Linked DNA regions of Danio rerio: region 1 is linked to region 2. A link is a contact called in public Hi-C data. All regions are on one chromosome and are shown on one strand. Each heading gives the region's core, a stretch centred on a gene start, on an enhancer-like site or on the middle of the called end of the contact. The rest is flanking DNA. Distances are from core to core; before and after follow the strand shown. Region 1 holds the start of ndufa12 (NADH:ubiquinone oxidoreductase subunit A12). Region 2 holds the start of acot18 (acyl-CoA thioesterase 18).

Region 1 (7,338 bases), core at 2,875-5,374, 150 kb before region 2:
GTAAAATATCAGCCATATCACCCTGCAGCCCAAGGCCGGTTACTTACTGAAGCTAAGCAGGGCTGAGCCTGGTCAGTACCTGGATGGGAGACCACATGTGAAAGCTAGGTTGCTGTTGGAAGTGCCGTTAGTGGGTCCTAATGCCCCTATAGAGTGAAGGGGGGCGCTATGCTGTCAGTGAGTGTTGTCTTTTGGATGAAACGTTAAACTGACATTAGACTCTCTGTGGTCATTAAAAATCTCATGGCACTTCTGGTTAAGAGTAGGGGTGTAACCCCGGTGTCCTGGCCAAATTCCCTCCACTGGCCCTTACCCATCATGGCCTCCTAATAATTCCCATCCACCAAAATGGCTCTATCACTGTCTCTCCATTCCACCTATAGATGGTGTGGGGTGAGCAAACTAGCGTTGTTGTCTCGTGGCTGCCGTCGCATCATCCAAATGGATGCTGCACACTGGTGCTGGTGTGGAGAGACCCCCCTCTTGATTGTGAAGCGCTTTGGGCATATGGCCATACCAGATAAATGTGCTATATAAATACGCGTTACATTACATTACAATATTATTTTCTGTCATCATGACTAAAATTAAAGAAATTGGTTTTAGAAAGTAGTTATTAAAACTATTATATTAAGAAATGTGTTTAATAAAATCCTTCCTCCATTAGACAGAAATTGGGGGAAAAATATAAAATAATAAAAATTTACCAGAAGGGCTAATAGTTCTGACATTATTTGAAATTCTGAAGACTTGTTTTATGAGGTAATTATCTCTAATCATTAATTCTTCTCTCCTTCAGTCTTTCAAAGTTGTTAGTTCGTCTGCCGGCTCTGCGCCTCATGAGCGCAGCAGTCACCGAAGAGCTGTTTTTCGCAGGCCTCATTGGCAACGTCCAGATCGACAGCATCATTCCGTACATCCTCAAAATGGAATCTACCGACTACAACAGCCAGCCAATCAGCGGCGTCGAGTGACGAACCCCGCCCACAGCCTCACCCATCAGCTTTAACATGTCTCCGGCTTTGCACATTCAGACGCTTTATGATATAATCATACGAATTTTGAATGAGAAAATCATTTTGTTATGACTTTGCTTTTTCATTTTGGTCAGTGATCGTGTCTATGGGTTTTGTAATATGGATTACCACAACTGTTGTGGTTCAGTCCTTCGGGCTTTTATTGTATTGCTGTAATTATGTTTAAAAAGTGTCTATGAAGACACAGAAGTGCAAGAACATGTTCTGGAGAACTTGTTCCAGAAACCTTCCCCCCCAAAAGCACTGACTTTCTCTGTATATGAATTGTGTATATAGGACTAATAATAAATGTCAAATCAAGGACAAAAATGTGTATATTTTTATTTTTGTTTTTTTTATGTTCAGGAAATGTTGTCATTGTTTTCTATTTATTATCTTATATATTTCATTGGCTAATCCTTACTCTGAGCGTGCAATCATTGTGAAAAATCATTTAGTAATCACTATTGAATAGAAAAGTCTTTTGGACAATCATGAGGAATTTTCCGATTATTTCTTTCAGAACCTTGTGAACTCTGTAAAGTTTAAATATATATTTGTGTTGTTGTTTTTTATTATTATTATTATTAAAGGTTGAAATCTGTTTTCGGAAACAAGCTCTGAACAAAAAAGCATCATTAATCACACTTTTTTTCCTTTGACTGGCTAGAAAAGCAGCTGTCAAAACTAATAGTGGACCAATAATGATGCTGAATCTAGCCATGATTTAAACCAGAATTAGGGCCCGCAGGCCAAAGTTAGCCCATTGTAATTCTTGATTTTTATCCCACCATCCCATCTGAGAGGAGAAGTGAGTATGATGGAGAAGGTTAAGATGAACGCCAATTGTCATTTTTAATTTGGAAGTAGCCTTTTTTTTTTGTTTGTTCTATTGCTGAGCGACAAAAATGTTTTAAATAAATGTTGTAAATGAATCTGATTTTTTTCAGTGAATAGAGGACTATCTAGAAGACAATGACAAACAAATTAAGGCAAAAACTAGTGTAATTCTGTTATACATGAGATTGTTTTGTTTTTTATTGTAATAAGTTCATTAATAAATGTAAAAGAAAAACTATTAGCTAATATAAAACAATATTTTCTAGTCATTTTTAAACATTATTAAATAAATTAGGAAATTAGCCAAGTATATTAGCCAAGTATAACCTCAATCAAGTTTGGTTTTTGGCCCTTTATAAGAAAAAGTTAGGACACCCCTGATTTAAACGAAATTCGAATGGCATATTTGGCAACACAATGTAGAGACAAGCCCAAAAAGATCATATGGAAACAAACACATTCAATATGAGTGGACTGCTTTTGTTTACAATTTGGAAAACTTTGAATTGTCAGTTTTGTGCAATGTCATTTTATATGAGTTTTATTTTTCATTTATGCTTGTCTTTCAATGCGTGACTTTTTTTGCATTTTGTTTAGTTTTTGAGCTCTTGAATTTTACACGATTTCAATTACTTGATTTTTGCTTATTATTTGTTAATCCGTATTTGTGTTAATTTTGAATCAGTTAGTAGAGCTAATACTATTATTATACAAATTATACAAAGACATTCAGTATCTCACGTTTGCTAAATATTTTGTATATGTTGAATGGTCTTAGCCTTAGTGAGGAATTAAAAAAAAAATCCTATAATTACTTGCAATTATTTGCTGGGTCATTGAATAATATTTTTTTTTTTTTCAGTTCTATAAAATAACTCATTTTCAGATTCACAGGGTTCTTTAAGAAATTATCAAATTTTTTGCTGTTTTTTTTTTTTTTACAGTTTTGTTGATTTTTTAAATACTAGTTTTAATATTGATACTAAATTAGTTAAGTGACTAACTAATTTATATTTTTTGATTTCTTTTATCTTTGCCATGATGGCAGTAAATAATATTTTACTTGATGTTTTTCAAGAATACTAGTATTCAGCTTAAAGTGCAATATAAAGGCTTAACGAGGTTAATTAGGCAAGTTAGGGTAATTAGATAAGTTATTGTTTAATGATAGTTTGTTCTGTAGACTATGGGAAAATGCTAAAGGGGGCTAATAATTTTAACCTTAAAATTGTTTAAAAAGATAAAATAAAACAAGTCAAGTCTAGTCATTTTTAAACATTATTATAAAATCTACAATCAATATAAAATCTGCTTTTATTCTAGCTAAAATAAAACAAGTAAAACTTTCTTCAGAAGAAAAATTTCGTATGAAATACTGTGAGAAATTCCTTGCTCTGTTAAACATTATTTGGGTAAATTTTTGATAAAGAAAAATGGCTAAAAAAAAGAATGGTTGACTATTATTATAACAATTATATAATAATAATTTGACTTCAACTATATAATTTATGTAAAATATTTAGATAGAAATATGCCATAAAAATCAAATTTTCATGTAGGCTGATATATTTAGAAAATTTAGGAGGACATTTCCTTCTTGTCCCCAGGGCTAATTATGACCTATAACAATAATTATTATTAGCCCATATTTCCAGATTTCGGATATATTACTAGGCTTGTTTTGATGAAACGCATAGTTTTAATACTACTATGATATTGCTAATATTTTCTTAAAAAGTATGCTAACTAAGACACAAAACAAAGAAATTAATATTTTGAAATGTTTAACTTAGACTATTTAATTTTTAAGAGGATATATTTTAAAATGTAATTTTTTCTTGATTTTAAGCTATTTTTAAGATGAAATATGAATATAATGAATTGCTGTAATAAATAAATAAATAAATGTAATAATAACATTAAAGAGATTAACACAAAATGAATATGAACAGTTTAGAGAACTGCAAAGTTCTTCGATTATGATGTAAAATATACCTCAATAAGTTAGTAATTTTTACATTTTAAGTGTTTAATAAAACATATTTTAGGCCTAATGTAATTTTTACAAAGAAAGAAATAAGGTTAAAAGTAGGGTGGATTTAAATGACAGGCATGACATACGTGAACTGAAATATCAAAAGCCATAAATAATGTATAGTAAAATGTATTTCATAGAAAATTTATAATTTTTTAACTGAATTTACTATACGTTGACTCACTTGGGGTCACTAACCTGCACTTTAATTCTGTCCAAACATTTTGGCGGAACGCATCGTTCGTGATCGTTTTACCGGAGGAACGATGAAGTTGCGCGACAGTCCGTCGGTGTTTAGAGTCCGTCAGCGATGGCGGGGTACGCAACGTTAATGCGGCGGTTCGTCGGTGAATTTACCGGTCACGGCGGTGTAAAAGGCTTCCTGGTGCAGTTGTTCAGGTGGGACACTAAAATATTTGTGCTTTACAGTTTTCGATATAATCAGAGATATCAAATAACGCGTGTAAAGCAGTTAGACACTGAGCTTAAAGCAATGACCTTTCTGATAGTGACTGTACACATGACTACAAAACACTGAACATAAGTCTCTTGATTTGAAGGATTATTTGTATTACCGTATTACTATAGCTTTGCAGGTAATGGTGTGAACAAACTAAATGACAAATTACAATAAAACATTTTATGACTTGAGATACTTAGCAAAAAAATAAGAGCTCATTATATTTTATTTTAAATTAATCGCAGCAATAGCTTTAACATTATAAAGTTATTAAAGGTTTTAAATTCAGTAACATTTGCTAAATCTATTATAATATTGTATAGTCATTTAAAGCTTTTTTAAATGCTTTAATTAGAAACAATGACGTTTATATGTCTCTTTAGACAAAACAATACCAATGTTTAAACTTTAGAAGAGTTCAGAAATCCACTTTTTTTTGCAGTAATCATCACATATGAAATCGTTTGTTATACAAACTAATAGTAAATTTTGGTAAACACACGCACTAAATGACAATATTTCATTTGAAATTTTTAGGAAATGTTATCAGACCAAATATTGACTTTTTTACAGACATAATCCAAATCGTTCACACATAATTCAGTTAACTAGAAATTTTCAAGAATTATTTAATTTTATTGGTAACATTTTATCAGAATCAGTTTTATTGCCAAGTGTGCTTCACACACAAGAAATTTGTTTTGGCTACAGAAGCTTCCAGTTTACATAAAGTGACAACATAAAAAAGAAAAAGATGATAAACATTAAACAGAGATGCAGTTAGTCAAAAAAGATCGAGATGTTGAGTTGTATGTACAGATTTGTTATATATATATATATATATATATATATATATATATATATATATATATATATATATATATATATATATATATATATATATACACAAGTTATAAGGTGCTGTGTACAAATGTGTATGGAGAAAGTATAATAAGGGTCACATAGTTAAGTCTAGTTACTGTGTTTACTAACACAAACAAGTAATGGACAATACATTTATTAAGGTATTTACTTGTGTGTGTTAACATCAGTTAATAAAATTACAGTTGTTGGAATTGAAATTTATTTTTTTTACATTTATTTTATTTAACAGGGACAATGCTCATCAATCAATAGTAAAACTGTAAATAAGCCAGAGTTAGCCACAAGGGCTAATTTTCATCTGTTGCCCCCTGCCAGATTTTAAAAAGGCAGCCTAAAATAAAAAATAAAAAACACACATTATTACACATACAAGAACAGTAAAGTTATATACATCACAAAGACAAAGCATGTGATAAGAATTTTATTAAAAAGCTAGAGAATAGAATTAAACGATTACAAGCTTGATTAGCTTTTAACCATTTCTTTAACTTGTATTTAAATTAAATTCTTAAATCAATAGGAAGTGTGTAGAGGAAATGACTGGCTCTAACTGAGAAGACTGACCGTGCAAAAGTTGTTTGTCTAAACTGCACAGCACAGTCTCCTCTAGTAATAGATTGTGTTCCACAACCATTATTTCTCTCTGTACACATAATGGAGATTTTAAAAATTTTAAAAATCATACAAGCATCAGTCAAATATTTCATATTATCAAAGCTCAATAAAAAATGTTTTTATATTATATTACAATGATAATTCACGATAGTCTTTTGAGCAAATCCTTTAAGTCTCTGTTTATGAAGTGTTTCAACTGATTTTAACACTGTTGTACTGGTGTGTGACCAACTAGTAAGACAATATGTAATATGAGGAAAAAATCATGAAGTGCATAAAAAATTTGCTGCTTCTTAGTCAAGTAAGGTAGTAAAGGCCTGAAGTTGGCCAGATTAAATTTAACAGTTTTAACAACCTTCTTGGCATGTTTTGGAACGTCAGTTGTGATTGTGAATCTAAAATTAGACAACCCTGAGCTTTTTACTCTCTTTTAACAAATGCATCAGGATGTTGAATAACTGTCAATGATTGTTAGAAAAACATACAAGCAGTTTTACTTGTATTCAAATTAAGATTTGAGTCACACAACCAATCAGAGACCTGAACCAATGCCTCAGTTTTTTTTTTTTAGTTTTTTTGCGTGCACATATAAAGCTGTGTCACCAACATACATTTGAATATTAATAGTAGGAAAGACTTTTGGAAGGTCAATTATGTACATACTAAACAGGATCGGGCCAAGAATTTGTTAGTTGTTGTTTTTCATTGTAACTTTGTTATCGTTAATATTGAACTATAATTAATAAATGATGTACAAGCTTTGCTTGTTGTTTGTTGATGTTAATTAATACATTAGCTAAAATTAACTGCATGGGCCGTATTGTAAAGTATTCTCTATATATACAATAATGCACACACTCGTAACTCATGATTATATCATGGTCTGTTGAAATTCTTGATTGTGTGCAAAAAAATCGTGTGTAATGCACAAGTAGTTCCAGACAAATTGATCACAGTTCTCAATAAATGTAGACATTAGTAACCATTAACTTAATGACAGCTGTGCACAGATTGTATACATTTCATATTTTCTTAGCCAAAATAACTGCTTGTCTTTTGTGTGTGTACACACACAGAAATAATGTATTTGTTTAGTGCTAAAATTATTTATTTATTATATTGTATGTTTTTTTTTTCTTTTAATATTATTCTGTGCTACTTGTTTGAATTTAAATGTTTTGTATTTCTGTCCCCAAAGATGTTAGGAGACCGAACTACTATTTTTATGGACTTAACAGTTTAATGAAACAGTTTTGTTTAAATTAATCAAAATGATTAACCCTTTTATGCACAAGCTATAAAATAGATATAGAAAAATAAACTTAAATGGGTCACTCTAGACCCAAGTAGTGCATTAAGGGGTTAACTACATTTAATCAGAAATGGAAACAATATGCATTTTTAAAGGGGACATTGGTCCCTTATTGAACAGATTCTGGACAAACATATTCGGTACTCTAGGGCTTATAGCAGCTATATTGTCTTTT
Region 2 (6,832 bases), core at 2,417-4,916:
AAGCAACAAACATATGTAGACTGCTGAATATAAGTGTTGAATACACGTTTATGTCTTGTGCCATATCCCTAAACTCCTAATGCGATTTTTCGCGTACACTAGTAGCTAGTGCTGATAACAAACAAAAATCTGTACACTAAAATAACCTGAACATTAAAAGCAAGTACATATTGTGCATTTACTCATTCAAATGTTTTAAAACGTTGGTTGGAAAATTGCACAGAATCATTTTTTTCTTGTATTACCACAAGTGTACCACCTCTCCTGTGTGTGTGTACCTGGGGGTAGAAATAAAGTTCCTCGAACTCCATTCTCTCTTATGTTCACCCTTTGGACACCTGGTGCCATGTACCAGCGCTCTGTGACAGTTGTGGCCAGCACTGAGGTCTTACTGAATCCTTGAGACAGATGCCCATTGTAGACTGAAATGTTAACTACCATCGGTGTGAGTACATTTGTCTTGCGCAACCTTAAATGAAAAGAGACCTGAAAAATTAGTGAATGAATATGCAATAAAATAAATAAACTTAAATCTCACAATTTGGATTCATTAGGATCAAAATGTATTTTTAAACTTAGTACACTATCATTCATTACCTGAGAGCTGATCGACTTCCTGGTACAGGCCTCAGGCTCCACAGCAAACCCATCTGCTCTGTGCCTTCATATGTACCTCCCAAACTTTCATCTTTTGCCACTATTTCAACAGGATACATACAAATGTCATTCATTGCTAAAGTGACTGATCTTCAATTAGTCGAAGCAGGTTATTTATCATAATGTGAGGTAATTTAAGTACTTAACAAAACAAATAACAAATGGAATAAACAGTCTTTGCAGATTATACACTACTGTTTAAAGTTTGAGGCTGTTAAAATATAAACTTTTTAAAAGTTTAAAAAACCTGTAATATTAGTTGTAAAAGAAGAAATTAAACATTTAACTTTCTATTCATCAAAGATTCTTGAAAAATGTATCTTGGTTTGCATAAAAATTATAAGCAGCACATTCATTTTTAACAGATGATGATGATGATAATAATAGTTAAATAATATTACATTTTTCTTGAGTACAATATCAATATAATGTAATGACTTAGGAAAGATTGTGACATTCAACACTGGAGTAATTGCTGCTGAAAATTCAGCTTTGACATTATTTCTGCAAAACCTTAAACAAACTCATGGAGTTTTTTGTTGCCACGCCACTCACTCTTTATGCAAACTGCAACATTATCACTCTTTATGCAAACTGCAACATTAACACAGTAAAGCACTGTGATGCTCTTGAATTTGGGAAACAAACCGTAAAAGTTAAATGTCAAAAACACAGTTTTCAAGCTAAAGTTGGTGCAGTTACCCATGCTTGTTTTTAATGATGTCATCAAACCAGCTGTGCAGCATGCATCCACTTCTTTACCAACTGTATAATATTAAAGCCAAATTTGCACTGATAAACCAATTTTTTTCAAGCAATGAATGTAGTAAAGGACAAGAAAAGTAAGGGGATGAGAGTGCAAAGTGTAAAATAATGTCTAGCCTCAGTCTGTCAGTTTTTCCACACTTTAGAAGGGTAGTTGGTATGGAGTATGTTTAGGTTGGAGTCATGCATCAGATTGTTGTACACACCTGTCACTGTTCCATGTTCATCACTGATATAGTGTCCAAAAGCCTCCCAGAAGTCCTTATCTTCAGACTGATGTAGAGAGTGCAGCGTTACCTCTTGATTTGGCAGTAAATTTGTTATGACAATTTGAAACTTCTCGTCAACCAGTCCTCGACGAGGCTGAACAGTCAACAAAGGACTTGTCCTATTCGCGGTGCTCACAGTCCTAGGGAGAAATAAATAAACAAAAATAAATAAATAAACAAACAAAAATATTTTTTTCCCTATAAGTCTTTCCAATGTACAAATCTTCCCTTTGATTCACTGTTGTGAATACACTTATTGGTTTTTATTAGTGGTTGTTAGTTTATTATTAGTTTTTCAATATTTTTCTTGGACAACAATAAGAGTTGTTGAATACTTTTAGGACTTTAACTTTAATAAAATGTTGTGACCCACTTTCAATGTTGACTACTGTATACAGTGGGCCTATCTATTTTTATATTACATTTAATTATTTTTATATTATTTTTATAGAAATTATTATATAAACACACTTAAATGCTAAATTATTTAAATTTAAAAAGACAAAGTAATGTGACTAAATCATCGATTCACAAATGTTTAATCATATTTACCTTTTCATATCATCTTACCTTATCAGGCTTATGATAAATATAGTAAATATGATCATATTTACAAGCTTGTTGCACTATAAACTGTTTAGCATCTGCACAACTCTGGTTTGCACTCCTTGCCATGTGCCCTTGAGTGTAATTGCGTTGTTTACAATTTTTTTACTTATATTTTAAGATTAAATTATATGTGTAATTGTATTTACTGTACATATCATTTAATAGACAACAACAAAGCTGACTTTGATTAATAAACCAGGCATTACTATCTCAGGAGAAGAATTGTTCTGAAAATGTTATATTTTTTTTCCTGAAGACACATTTAAGACAAGACTCTGACCATTTTTATGAAATGTGGTGCTTTTACATTTATTTTTACACTACACTAACGTTAGTCAGTTACTATTCATCAATGTCATGGAGGGGAAAAGGCAAAATTCCCCATTTGCTACACACTACACAGTTAGCCTACATGACTTTGGAACAATCAGGGTAAGTGAGTTGCAATCATGTTGCCTAATAAACGCTAGTAAAATCAACAATTACCTGCCGCAATGTCACAAATTATGATAATGTTAACTTAATCACAATCACAGACAAAAAAATAAACGAATTAATTAAATTACGAAGTCATGATTCTGTAGCTGTAAAAAATACATACAGTATTTTGTTAAAACCTTTGTTGATGACAAGAAATATATGTACGTTACCTAACAGGTGCCAACATGGTAGTCCGATAATAGACGTTTCTTTCTTCTATAAACTGATTAGAGTCAGTCACAATATTCCTACAAAGGCAAAAGATAAATAAATTATGTATTACTTCACTTCTCAAAAAGTTTACAACTTGTTTAACGTGTAAGCTTGCGTAAGTGAAAGACCCAGGCAGAAGGAAGTTTTAAAGAACGATATCCATCTAATTTAAATCCAATCTATTTTAATTTACCTACAGGAAATGAACGTTATAACTACAAATTGTAGACGTAACGTTAGTATAACGTTAGATAATTTAACTTATCGTTCAAATAACTACCTGTAGTGATGACGTTCTGAAGTTCAGCATGGACTAATGCTGATGACGAAATGTTACCTTTGACACAGAATGTCATCACAGCAGCAAATGTCCTTTATAACATTCTAAAGCCAGGGCATACCTTTTTAATGCAAATACTGTAAATTCCGACACTGAAACTCTAAATTAGCATGTCATTTTGAAGGGAAGACAAATCACAATTAATGCAACACAAGCTCCAACCACCACAAAGACAACGCGTAAATTGCATAGATTTCAACAAATATACAAATTATTAAATACCAACATATTGACCCACACTTATACAAAATATTTATGTTTTTGAGTGGTGTCCCACCATAGACCTACCCATGGTCCCGTCCTGTTCTTCTTCTTTCTATTTTTAACATGCCACACTTATCAGTGTATTACTGCCATCTGCTGGTGACTCGAATCAAAAACATTTTCCAGTAGATAGGATATATTCAGAGCTTAGTGTTTTTTTTCATCTTCTTCCATGAATTGATATTGTGCAGGCAGTTTATTGTACAAGCAAAAGTGTCACTAAGTGCCACCTTTTTAAAATCTGTTTCTTTTATCTAACGCTAGTAAATTAAAGCATGTCAGACTGCTCTTCTCCCTTATCTGTTGAGCTATAGATGAAGATTTTCTTGGCTTCAAGGAACATCTTTTTTATAAACATTGCTTGAACGGAAACAGAAAGGCATTAATACAGTTTATAATTACACAAAAGATAACAATCAGTTTGCATACATTCACAATCTTTCCATTCTCAATAATAATAATAATACAAACTTATAAATAAAATAACAAAAATTAACAAACAAAAATAAATCAATAAATGATTAAAAAACACCTGTAGCAGAGGAGTTGAAGTTGTCAAAATATGAAACCAAAATCAGTCTGTAGTTGCTCAATAGGGTGTTATCCAAATTGCTCTTTTTTAAAGAGGGGTTTAACAACTGCAATTTTAAGGGAGTTAAAAATGTCCCAGGAAGAAGTATTTTCCACTTCAAGGAGATCGATTTCTAAACAATTGCATCATTTTGAAGAACAATGTGTGTAGTGTGTCAAGACTAAAGGTTAATGTTTTTATAATCAGTACGATTGCTTCCAAAATTTTGCTATCAATTGCCTTGACTTTAGTCGTGATTGATCCTTTCTGACAACAGCAAAACTTGGCTGATTGGATGAGCTGATTGCCTTTCTGATATTATTATCTTATCGGTAAAAAAATGAGCAAACTCATTGTTTTTGCAACTCATACAGGTTAATTATACAACAGGTATTTACATCCCAAAATACCATTAATATAAATAAAACTAACTTTTATTATAGCAAATTCATCCAAATTATCTCAAATCTTCTAGATTGCATAAATATTTTTCATGTTTAAAACACAGATTCTCATAATCATAATAGTCATTTTAGAAAACACACAATCTTTTTTTTTAAAAACAAACAAAAGTCCAACTAAATTAGAAAATGAAATGATCTCAAATTATTATTTATGCTTTTATTAAGCAGAGGTAGATTTTGATTACAAAATAAGAAAATGTAGTGCCAGAATCATCTTAAGTGTCTTTCTCCGCAAACAGAATCTAATACATTTATTTGGCAGTGTTACCATAACCATGTAATTATTAATTTCTGTACATAATTATTACAATAATTAATAATGCATTTTGGCATGTGTCTGCTACAAAAGTATTGCTTAAAATATACTTAAGATCCTCTTTTATGCAATACAGATAACAAAGTGAAATGTAACATCAAGTACTGGCAGCATCATCATTGAATTTAAAGGCATTTTGAAATGAAGTTGGTCATATATCACAGTCTCAAATGAAGAAACTACAATTTGGCTTTAACGCTTGAACCGTAGAGGTGCTCTCGAAAAAATGCTAAAATCTTCTTCCATGAGTCCTCTTGAGCGTATGCATGTGGTTTAGTTTGTCCACCCCACAGCATGACAACTGCAGAAACAACAAAACAACATTCAGATGTACATTCAAACAGATATTTACACATTTAAGGAGATTTAAAGAGACGCATTACTAAAAAATGTTAGTTGACATTATTCACTCTCCCTCCACATGTTTCAAACCTGTATGAGTTTCATACTAGTGCAACATGTGGATTCACTTAACGAATATTATATCCCACATCGCAGATGCTTTATATGTAAATGGAGAGTTCTAAATGCATACCAAATTAGCGGCTGTAGACATGTTGTCACTTTTCTACATATACTTGCGTATACCAAGCCAGCATTTGCCACTGTCATCTTGTAATACAGCGTTTTTGGCCATTTTGCAGATATTTGATATTTGTAAATGGAGATTATCCTGATTGTTATTGTGTATAATACAAACTGTAAATCGCAAAAAACTATTCCATTTCGGCTACCTCACTATTATGTAAATAAAACCATATAGTATATTGAATATTATAACAGGTGTATTATTTATGTTCATTTGAATGAAAGTTCCCTAATTTCTAAGTGCGGCTCATAAATAAAACGTAGTTGTCATGTGAGGAAAAAGGATATGAAAACTGCAAAACAGAAGGCAATGATAGATCATGTATGCTTGCCTTTCTCATTCATTTTATGCAGGAGGAAGTTAGTTGCTCTGAAGTGAGGTGTGTATGGAGGTTCAATTAGATGACCAGCATCAGGGTATGTCAAGACAGTCAGCAGTTGTCGATTTCCTGCTTTCTTCATCATCATCTCCATCTGTGTGTAAATGAATCATATCAAGGTTCTAATTAATTGCATTTGTGTGAACACTATACGGATAACTGTTATTTAAAGTCAATGGTAAACAGAACATTTTGGGTACCAACATTCATGAGAATATCTGATGAATAATATTGGAAGAAGGGTGGAAACCTGTAACCAGTGACATGCATAGTAGAACCTACTAAACAAATGCAATGGAAGTCAGTGGTTAAAGGATTTTCAAATTGTCCAGTGTATCTATATAAAAACTCATTTGGAGCAAGTCAAAGGTGAATAACCCAGGGCAGGATTTTCTTTTTTGAGTGAACCATTCCAGTTGGCACATAACGTCTTACAACGTTAATATTAGGTTAGCTTTAGGTCACCAGCATCTAAGGACAATGTTATTTTGACGTCCAATAACGATTTGAAATGACGTTGATATTTTGTTGATTTTAGGTTGTGTTGGAAAATGACCAAAATCCAATGTAGAGCCAACATTTCAAATTAACGTCACATTGACATCATACACTGACATTTATTCAGCAGGTATGTCAACCAAAATCCATTTTTGGATTTTGATAGATGTCATTTCTGTAATGTCTACACAACGTCAAGCTGTAATATCATTAGATGTTGATATTTGGTCGATTTTAGGTTGGACATTGACATCAGCCTGACGTTGGGTTCTGATGTCAACCTGATTTTTTATTTCCAAACAAACTGGAAAGTCCTACGACATTGGCGTACAACGTCAACCTGATGTCATGTTGATGTCCTCCCTTCAGCAAAAATGTATCAAAACAAATCCACCAGGGTACATCCACATTTCTAATT

Evidence for each region. Hi-C and Micro-C count contacts between places; a contact is called where the count stands out from the background.
Region 1: a Hi-C map of hematopoietic stem cells shows a contact between it and region 2, with 2.7 times the contacts expected there. The contact joins the promoter of ndufa12 here to the promoter of acot18 in region 2. A contact is called at or near these places in 4 of 18 Hi-C or Micro-C datasets (caudal fin, embryo, hematopoietic stem cells and 1 more) and 1 of 4 datasets of contacts at active chromatin or transcription factors (embryo).

The regions. Positions count from the first base shown.
Region 1 is chr4:26,487,558-26,494,895 of GRCz12tu, reverse strand. It overlaps ndufa12 (NADH:ubiquinone oxidoreductase subunit A12), which reads left to right and starts at 4,124. Exons shown (of 4, transcript NM_001033103.2): 1 at 4,124-4,290. The coding sequence starts at 4,202. nr2c1 (nuclear receptor subfamily 2, group C, member 1) reads left to right here. Exons shown (of 14, transcript NM_001020622.1): 14 at 800-1,341. The coding sequence ends at 974.
Region 2 is chr4:26,342,354-26,349,185 of GRCz12tu, reverse strand. acot18 (acyl-CoA thioesterase 18) reads right to left here and starts at 3,666. Exons shown (of 12, transcript NM_001201537.1): 1 at 3,622-3,666; 2 at 2,951-3,028; 3 at 1,629-1,831; 4 at 598-697; 5 at 279-469. The coding sequence starts at 3,662. acot17 (acyl-CoA thioesterase 17) reads right to left here. Exons shown (of 12, transcript NM_213247.2): 11 at 5,869-6,010; 12 at 4,775-5,249. The coding sequence ends at 5,128.